Linked DNA regions of Mus musculus: region 1 is linked to region 2. The links are chromatin contacts, called in public promoter capture Hi-C maps. All regions are on one chromosome and are shown on one strand. Each heading gives the region's core, a stretch centred on a gene start, on an enhancer-like site or on the middle of the called end of the contact. The rest is flanking DNA. Distances are from core to core; before and after follow the strand shown.

Region 1 (3,426 bases), core at 74-2,573, 34 kb after region 2:
TCACAGGTTAGCAATGGAGTTCCTTACTGACTTGGTCCTCTTTTGCACTGCGGTGGTGTGACGGGCCCAGTCATCATACCCAGTTCCAGACCCAGGGACTATGGCATCCCTAATAGACCTTTGCGTCTCTTTTGCCCGAGTCTGCCCCATGTCAGGAATGCAGCTGCACTCAACATAGCCTCTGAGGACAGAGCGGCTTGTGCCGAGCAGAGAAAGTGGGAGACTGGGTCAGAACGGCATCCCAGTGGCCTGCCGTTCGGAGCCTACGGCTAGTTCTCACCCCTGGTTGACCCTGTTGTTGACTTTGTGGCAGCCTGGGATGGATTTGGTGGAATTAGGTCAGCAGCTTTTCTCCCCCTCATGTCAGTAAGCCACAAGCTGGTTATAGTAAGTTTAGAAATAGAGTCTTTGAGAAAAAAAGGCTCTTAAATGAATTTATAGGGATTTTTAAAAGAACCCTATCAGCTGCATTAAGCAGCTAGAATTTTGAAATTTGATAGGACAAAAACAAAAACAAAACCTGGTCTGAAATGTCTTGTGATTTGAAGGCTTCCTGCCCCGAGCTGCCTCATCTATGGCGCACGTCTGCTAGTCCAGGCTCCTGGCCCACACAAGAACCCTTGGGTGCTGGACTTCTGAGTTCTCATTCTGCCTCCAGAAATCCTTGCCATTGACATTGCACATCCTCTCCTGGGGTGCCCTGGTTGTGCCATCACTCTCTTGGCACTCCTGCAGAGGCCAGTGCTTCAGGTGAAGTCAGCTAGTCTTCCTTGGGCCCACTGTGCCAGGGGTGCCCAGGACAGGGTCACAGGAATGAGCACCAGACTGAACACAAGTGCAGATGCCCACTCTTGTTGCAGCTGAGCAGGGAATCTTACTAAACATACTTCCTGCCCGAGCATCCTCTGCCACCTCAGTGTATGATTGCTTTGTGTCATAGACAGGTCCTGACAAATCCAGTCTTCATGGAAGATACAGGGAGCAATGACAAGCCACACCTCAAATACAACCAGTGAAAGTAGTTCACAAGAAAATTCTGTTCCAAGGGTGTGAGGGTGCTGCAAGCATGGCTCGTGTGCATTAGCCAGATGAGTGACCAGGGGCCAGGCTGTGCTTAGATGAGAAGACAGTACACATGACCATCAGTGTGTCTGTCTCTGCCCAGAACTGGCCCCAAGAGGGACCTGCTAATCCCACACCTTGAAGCTTACCTGATTCATTTGTCCCAGAAAGAAAGGACATTGAGCAGGCTGAGCAAGGCAGTGTCTCCAGGTATCATAGAAGGGCGTGGCTTGGTTATGAACAGAGTTTTAGGTTTTATGATTGACAAGAAGAGACTTGTCTGTGGAGATTAAAGGCTGAGTAGGTCTTGGGCCACACCTCCCCAGGTCACACACACCCACAAGCTTCAAAGATTAACTGTACTATAAAGACCTAGAGACATGCTAACTCAGCACTGGAAAACAGTTTAATACGGCACCTGAAGGTTTGCATAATTGGCCTGTTTGGCATTTCTACCTCAGAAGCGGAGCGCTGACAGGGTAAACGGGTGGGAAGCACTGTGCTTTGGAAAACAGCCTTGGGCTCTGAGATAAGCGAAGAGCAACTTCCTCATGTCACTCAAGGTTTAAGGCAAAAGATTCTCACATGGACCCCACCTCTCCTATCCCAGCTTAGCCCCTGGAACAACCTGTTTCCTAGGTGGCCACAGCAGCAGACTTGAGTTAGATCTACAGAAGGGGAGTGGAGATTAGCTGTTCTGGCCCTGGGGGAGGGACAGGAGTGCAGGGAAGTCCTGGGGAGAATGCAGGGTGTCTGCCATCCGGTTAGCCTTCATGACAGACCTGCTGCTCTGTCATCTGCTTGGGTGAGGAGCCTTCTGTTTCTGCCAGGCAGACTGATCTTTCTGCTACATAAGAGCTAATGTAGAAAGGTCTTGTTCTGTCTCAGGCCTACTGGGGTTCAGGCCTAGAGATTCCCAGCCTCTAGGAAGGGACACTCAGGCTGTGGCGAATGGCAGTGTGGAGCCAGCCAAGACACAATAGCTTGGTGCAGTAGGTGCTGTGCGTTCATCAGGTACGTCTGCAGCTGGTGTCAACAAGGTCACTTGGGATCAGTCCAGAACTGCCTCTGGTGGCTAGAAGGTATCCTTGCTGCAGCTTTCCTACAGAACAAAAACAAGAATTCAAGGTAGTTTCTGAGTGATTGGCCCAGTAGACTAGGCCTTCCCTGCTCTGGGGTGGAATGGTGGAAACCCCCCCCCATCCCAACCCCCAGGGCGTCAAGTTAAGAGTATGCAAGTGGTCTCTCTCAGGACTCTCTCTTTTTTTTGGGGGGGGGGGGTTAAAATTATTTATTTGTTTATTTATTTATTAATTATATGTGAGTACACTGTAGCTGTCTTCAGATACACCAGAAGAGGGTGTCAGATCTCATTACAGATGGTTGTGAACCATGTGGTTGCTGGGAATTGAATTCAGGACTTTTGGAAGAGCAGTCAGGCTGAGCCATCTCTCCAGCCCCATCTCTCAGGACTCTTGAGACAAAGGCAGCACTGTGTGCTCTCGTTTCAGACAGGTGCTTATGAGCCCATGCTGCTTAGCCTTCAGAAAGAGGCTGTGGTCAATGGCTGAGATGATTGGCGTCTCCTAGTGTCAAAGAGGACCCTTGGAGGGGAGATTTGCATGGGCTCTGATGAGAGGACTAGCAACACTCACTGTGACAGCCTGGCAGTTATCTGATGCACATACTTAGGCCTCCCCAAGGTTAGAGCTCCCTGCTTGTGTGTGGCAGCTAACCGCAGGGTAAATCTAGCCAAGGGGCAGCACAGTGACTTGAGCCTATGTGAGGGCACCCTTCCTGAGGAAGCCTCTTCCACAAGCTTGTACGTAGTGACAGTCCCACCTTCCCATGTTCTTCAACAGCAGCTAGTCTCCTGCTCTCATGAAAGCAGTGAGTTCCAGGGGCTGGGGCAGCCTTGGGACCTAGGAAAAAGCTACTGGCCTGTACGTGACCTAAAATGTGTTTTGGTCTCCTCTTACAACATTGTCATATCCTTGATCCTACTAGCCTCAGTAACAGCCCAGAATTCCCTTGGGGCAATAGAGAAGCAGAACTTGTCTGTAGGCTAAGAGGAAGTCAGAGGGGCCCAGTGTCCAAAGAGCAGTGGGCAAAAAGCTCCCTGCTGGCCAGGTACATACCCATGCCTTCCTCCAGCCCTGCATCAGCCTGTCATGCTCCCCGGCCACAGCACGCCACGTAGCAAGTTCCTGGCTCCACTTTTCCTGCTGCAGTGCCTCTGGAAGACAAGCAGAGTCAAGGCCATAGCTTTGCAGCCTCCGGGTTGCTGTTGGTTCACACTGTCCAGGACCACACCATAGGCTGGGCGGGTGGATCCCAGTTCTCGTCTGCTTTAGTGGCCTGTCC
Region 2 (3,705 bases), core at 617-3,116:
GGCATTGTTAAACTGGAGTCTTCCTTGGAATTATGGCACATATCTTTAGGAGCTCAGAAATCCTTCCTATCAATAGGAAAGCAGAAGTGCTATAGATGCTGGCCTTCATCCCGTTGAATGAGGAAGCTTTGGGTGGACTCTCTGAGTTTAATCTTTTAAGCCCCCACCCCCCCCCCTCACCCCCCAGAGATCTGGTTTGACTAGAACAACCCTTTCTTAGCTAAGTGTGTATGGCATCAATTTATTTATTTGGATGTGAATTAGCCTGAGATCCAGCAGCTGACTTGAATTAGCTGTTCTTTTTTCAAAGAGATTACATTTCTCTTCACTGAAAATGATTTTGCAGGTAGAAATTATTTTCCAGAGTCGGTCAAAGGATAAAATGGTAGAACAATGCTATTATACGAGTTTGTCCGCATTTACTATTTATTACACCGACAATTCATTTTGAATACTTCAAATAGTGACATGGAACTTAATATTTTCTTTCCACAGAACCGCATATTCTTCTCTTTAGACGACCTCTTCCAAAAGAACAACAAAAATGAAGTGCAGCTGGGATCATCTAATCTTTTTCAAATTTAATGTATATGTGTATATAAGGTAGTATTCAGTGAATACTTGAAAAGTGTACAAACCTTTCATCCATACCTGTGCATGCGCTGTATTCTTCACAGCAACAGAGCTCAGTCAAATGCAACTGCAAGTAGGGTTGTTTTAAGTTGTTCAAGATAGTTTCTTGTAGTTTTTTCTTAATATAAATGCCTGTTTTATTTTACCTGTTTTGTTAAATAAAGTTTGTATATTGCATTTATATCACCATTGTTGAAATTAATTTGACTTGATTATTTTTACCCCTGGGGAAAATAAACATACTTGAAAAAGAAATATAAGAAAATAAACATACTTGAAAAAGAAATATTAAGCTCCAAATGAGGATATTACAGCTTTATTGCCAGTTTACTTCCTAAATAACTTTGGATTCTGCAAGTGAACAGAAAAACCCACCGCTTGATAGTGTCCACAAGTCTACAAAAAGTCTAGTGGTTTCAGAGAAAAGTATCTTAAAAGTTCAGGTGCCACATTCGTGCATCTTGTGTGAACCAAGAAATTAAGCACACATCAGTGGATAGCCATAAAAAAAAGTATGAGTGGCCAGAAACAAGACTGTAGTTAGACATTAGCAGGGGTGATTTCTCATTGAACACAGTAAACACTACAGAGCCACAGCCTTCCATGTGTGGGATACACTAGACCTAACAGGGCTACTGACCATGAACTGGCACTGGTGTCTTGCTTGAAAAAAAGGGCTGGTGTTTAATTCTAACCCTACAGACTGACTCCAAGGCCTGTTTGCCAAATGCCCCCACATTGCAGGCGACCTTTTTCTGTCCTTCGACCTGTTTCTGTGCTCTTGGTTTCATTTTGGAGTTGTGTTTTGCGAGAGCTTCCTGTTGTCCAGGCCCCAGCAGAAGTCTCACATAGCTAAACATTTGACTCCTCTTAGTTCCAAGGTTCTTCATCTGCCTGCAGGCACCCGCCATGACATCCTACTAGAAACTCCACAGGAGCAGATGCTCCTGGAAGCTCACCACTGAGCAGGTCTGCCGGCCTCACTCTTACTAGGAGTCTCCCTCCTGCACTGCATCAGTGCGGGCGCCCAGAGCCTGGCCTCCCCTAGTGTCACATCACCAAGCCCGCCCCACGTAAGAGCTCAGCCGCGCCCTTCCTGGCCCACCACAAGCCACCCCCTAGAGCTGTCGCTGCCCCAGTCTTCCACGTGCGGCTCCGGAGGCCCGGGACGCCGAGCACTTCCGGCAGGGAAGGCCTCCGTCGCGCCTCGGTGACGTACGTCCTGGCGCCGCCGCGCAGGAAGGCGGAAACGCTGAGTCGTTGGTTAGGCGCGCCGCTAGCTTCACGGCGCGGGCTCTTCCGTGGCCGCCATGGCGTCGGAGCGGCCGCGGGAGCCGGACGGCGAGGTAAGGGGCGGGCTGCGGGTCTAGGCACACGCGCGGGGCCGCCGGGCCTGAGGTTCGGGGATGGGGGGCTTGACCACCCTCTCACGGTTCGGCCAGCGAAATGATAACACATAGGCTACCTACGGCCTCGGGCACCTCGCACCCGCGTCCGCGCCTGCCATGACCGCTAGATGGCGCGCCGGCCGTCCCAGAAATCCACTCTAAATTGGCCAAACGCGGTGATAAAAGTTGTCAGAATAACCCATACTCTGCGTTCCAAGGGCTCATGGCTGTGGGATGATTTTTCTCTCAGAGGTTCCGTGTGGTTTACTAACTACAGATGAAATATGTGGTGATTTTTGTTGAGAAGTTAGATGGCAATAAATGTCAGCGGTGTGTTTTACATAATAACTTTGAGCGTCCTTTGGGTATAGTTTAGCGACACTAGGTACAGGGTTCTTATATATCTCATGTATAAAGATGGAAGAGGTAAAAATAACTATCTTCAAGTTTAAATCCTCAGAAGCATTCCGAGTTGTGGTTCTTGTTATATAACAAGGTTGGGGTTTCCTTCGACTTTAATTCATTGTCCTTTTTTCACATGTAAGGTCCAGTAACCTTTTTTTTTTTTTTAATAATAAAAACATCAGGGAGATATTGTTGCCAAACACATTTTTGTCTTTGCACTGCACCTTTGTAATCACCAATGGGCCTATCAGAATGGCGCACCTTTCTTGTGGTTTGTATTTGATGGCATTTGGCGAATCTCAGGAGCGTTAAAGCCCATCCCCACCCTCTCATCCTCAGGATAGCATCAAGTTGTCAGCTGATGTCAAACCATTCGTCCCTAAGTTTGCTGGGCTCAACGTGGCGTGGTCAGAGTCCTCAGAGACACGTGTCTTCCCAGGCTGTGCGGCCACCTACTATCCATTTGTACAGGAACCACCAGCAGCTGAGTATGTATTTTCTCGATGCCTTGCCTCATGCAGAGGGTTTCTCTCCCAGAGGTAGTGATTAGAGCCTCACACACTGAAACATACATAACATCTTACAGGACGGCTTGCAGGTGAGGAAAGGAGGCTCTTCAACCAGCAAAGATTGGGCTCTGTAGCCTGACTAAATTCTGTGCAAAAACTTCATCCAGGAAGGGACCGACACTACGGAACTTAGAAAGTACAGTTGCAGGGTCATTTGTTTACAGTTGATACTGGTTCACGCGTGTAGGGACTGAGGATGCTGCTTTGCCATTTGTCAGGCCCTGGGCTTGATCTTCAGAGCTACCAAAGCAAGACAGAACCAAACAAATTCACATTTGTATTGGGAAAAGAAACGGCAAGAAGGAAGGGTAAATGGGAAAAGGACAGATGGATGAAGGATCAGATAGATAACATGCCAGGCTGGACAACTTAGCGAGACCCTGTCTCCAGTGACAGAGCTCCGTGGTGCAGCTCTTTCTGTCAAACACAAGGCCTCAGGGTCAATCCCCAGTCTACTGAATAATTACCAAGGTGCCCATCTTTTACGGCTCCTGGCCTCCGTGGTGTGCAGGATCCTCTTTGTACTCTGGCCTTCTGGGCAGCATAGTGCAGGATGTGAGGGGCTGAAAGGGCAGGACTGGAGGAAGACTGTGCAGGCTGTAGTGCAACTCCTCAGCCAAGGGAATGGCCTTTCGGCTGTTGTGTCTAGGTTGCTGAGACACTGTCAGGTACTAAACCAGCAGTCGGCTGCAAAACTGTGGGAGCATGCC

The links. Promoter capture Hi-C pulls out the DNA fragments that hold promoters and counts their contacts.
Region 1: a promoter capture Hi-C map of the HPC-7 cell line shows a contact between it and region 2, with 2.7 times the contacts expected there. The contact joins the enhancer-like site here to the promoter of Secisbp2 in region 2. A contact is called at or near these places in 7 of 39 promoter capture datasets (the C10 cell line, the HPC-7 cell line, HPC-7-derived erythroid cells and 4 more), 19 of 484 Hi-C or Micro-C datasets (the 3T3-L1 cell line, the AML12 cell line, B cells and 13 more), 8 of 115 datasets of contacts at active chromatin or transcription factors (the 230-238 cell line, CD8 T cells, the HPC-7 cell line and 3 more) and 4 of 9 other capture datasets (adipose tissue, embryonic stem cells, liver and 1 more).

The regions. Positions count from the first base shown.
Region 1 is chr13:51,684,083-51,687,508 of GRCm38.p6, forward strand. It overlaps a transcript of Sema4d not described here. Among named protein-coding and RNA genes, the nearest start is that of Secisbp2, 34 kb to the left of the region's middle. Within about 2 kb of position 1,324, at least 18 of the 459 cell types and tissues checked have an H3K27ac peak or open chromatin away from gene starts, as enhancers often do. A contact at or near this core is called in the HPC-7 cell line and rod photoreceptor, where this site is marked.
Region 2 is chr13:51,649,842-51,653,546 of GRCm38.p6, forward strand. It overlaps Secisbp2 (SECIS binding protein 2), which reads left to right and starts at 1,867. Exons shown (of 17, transcript NM_029279.2): 1 at 1,867-1,979; 2 at 2,766-2,914. The coding sequence starts at 1,944. Cks2 (CDC28 protein kinase regulatory subunit 2) reads left to right here. Exons shown (of 3, transcript NM_025415.3): 3 at 496-821. The coding sequence ends at 548.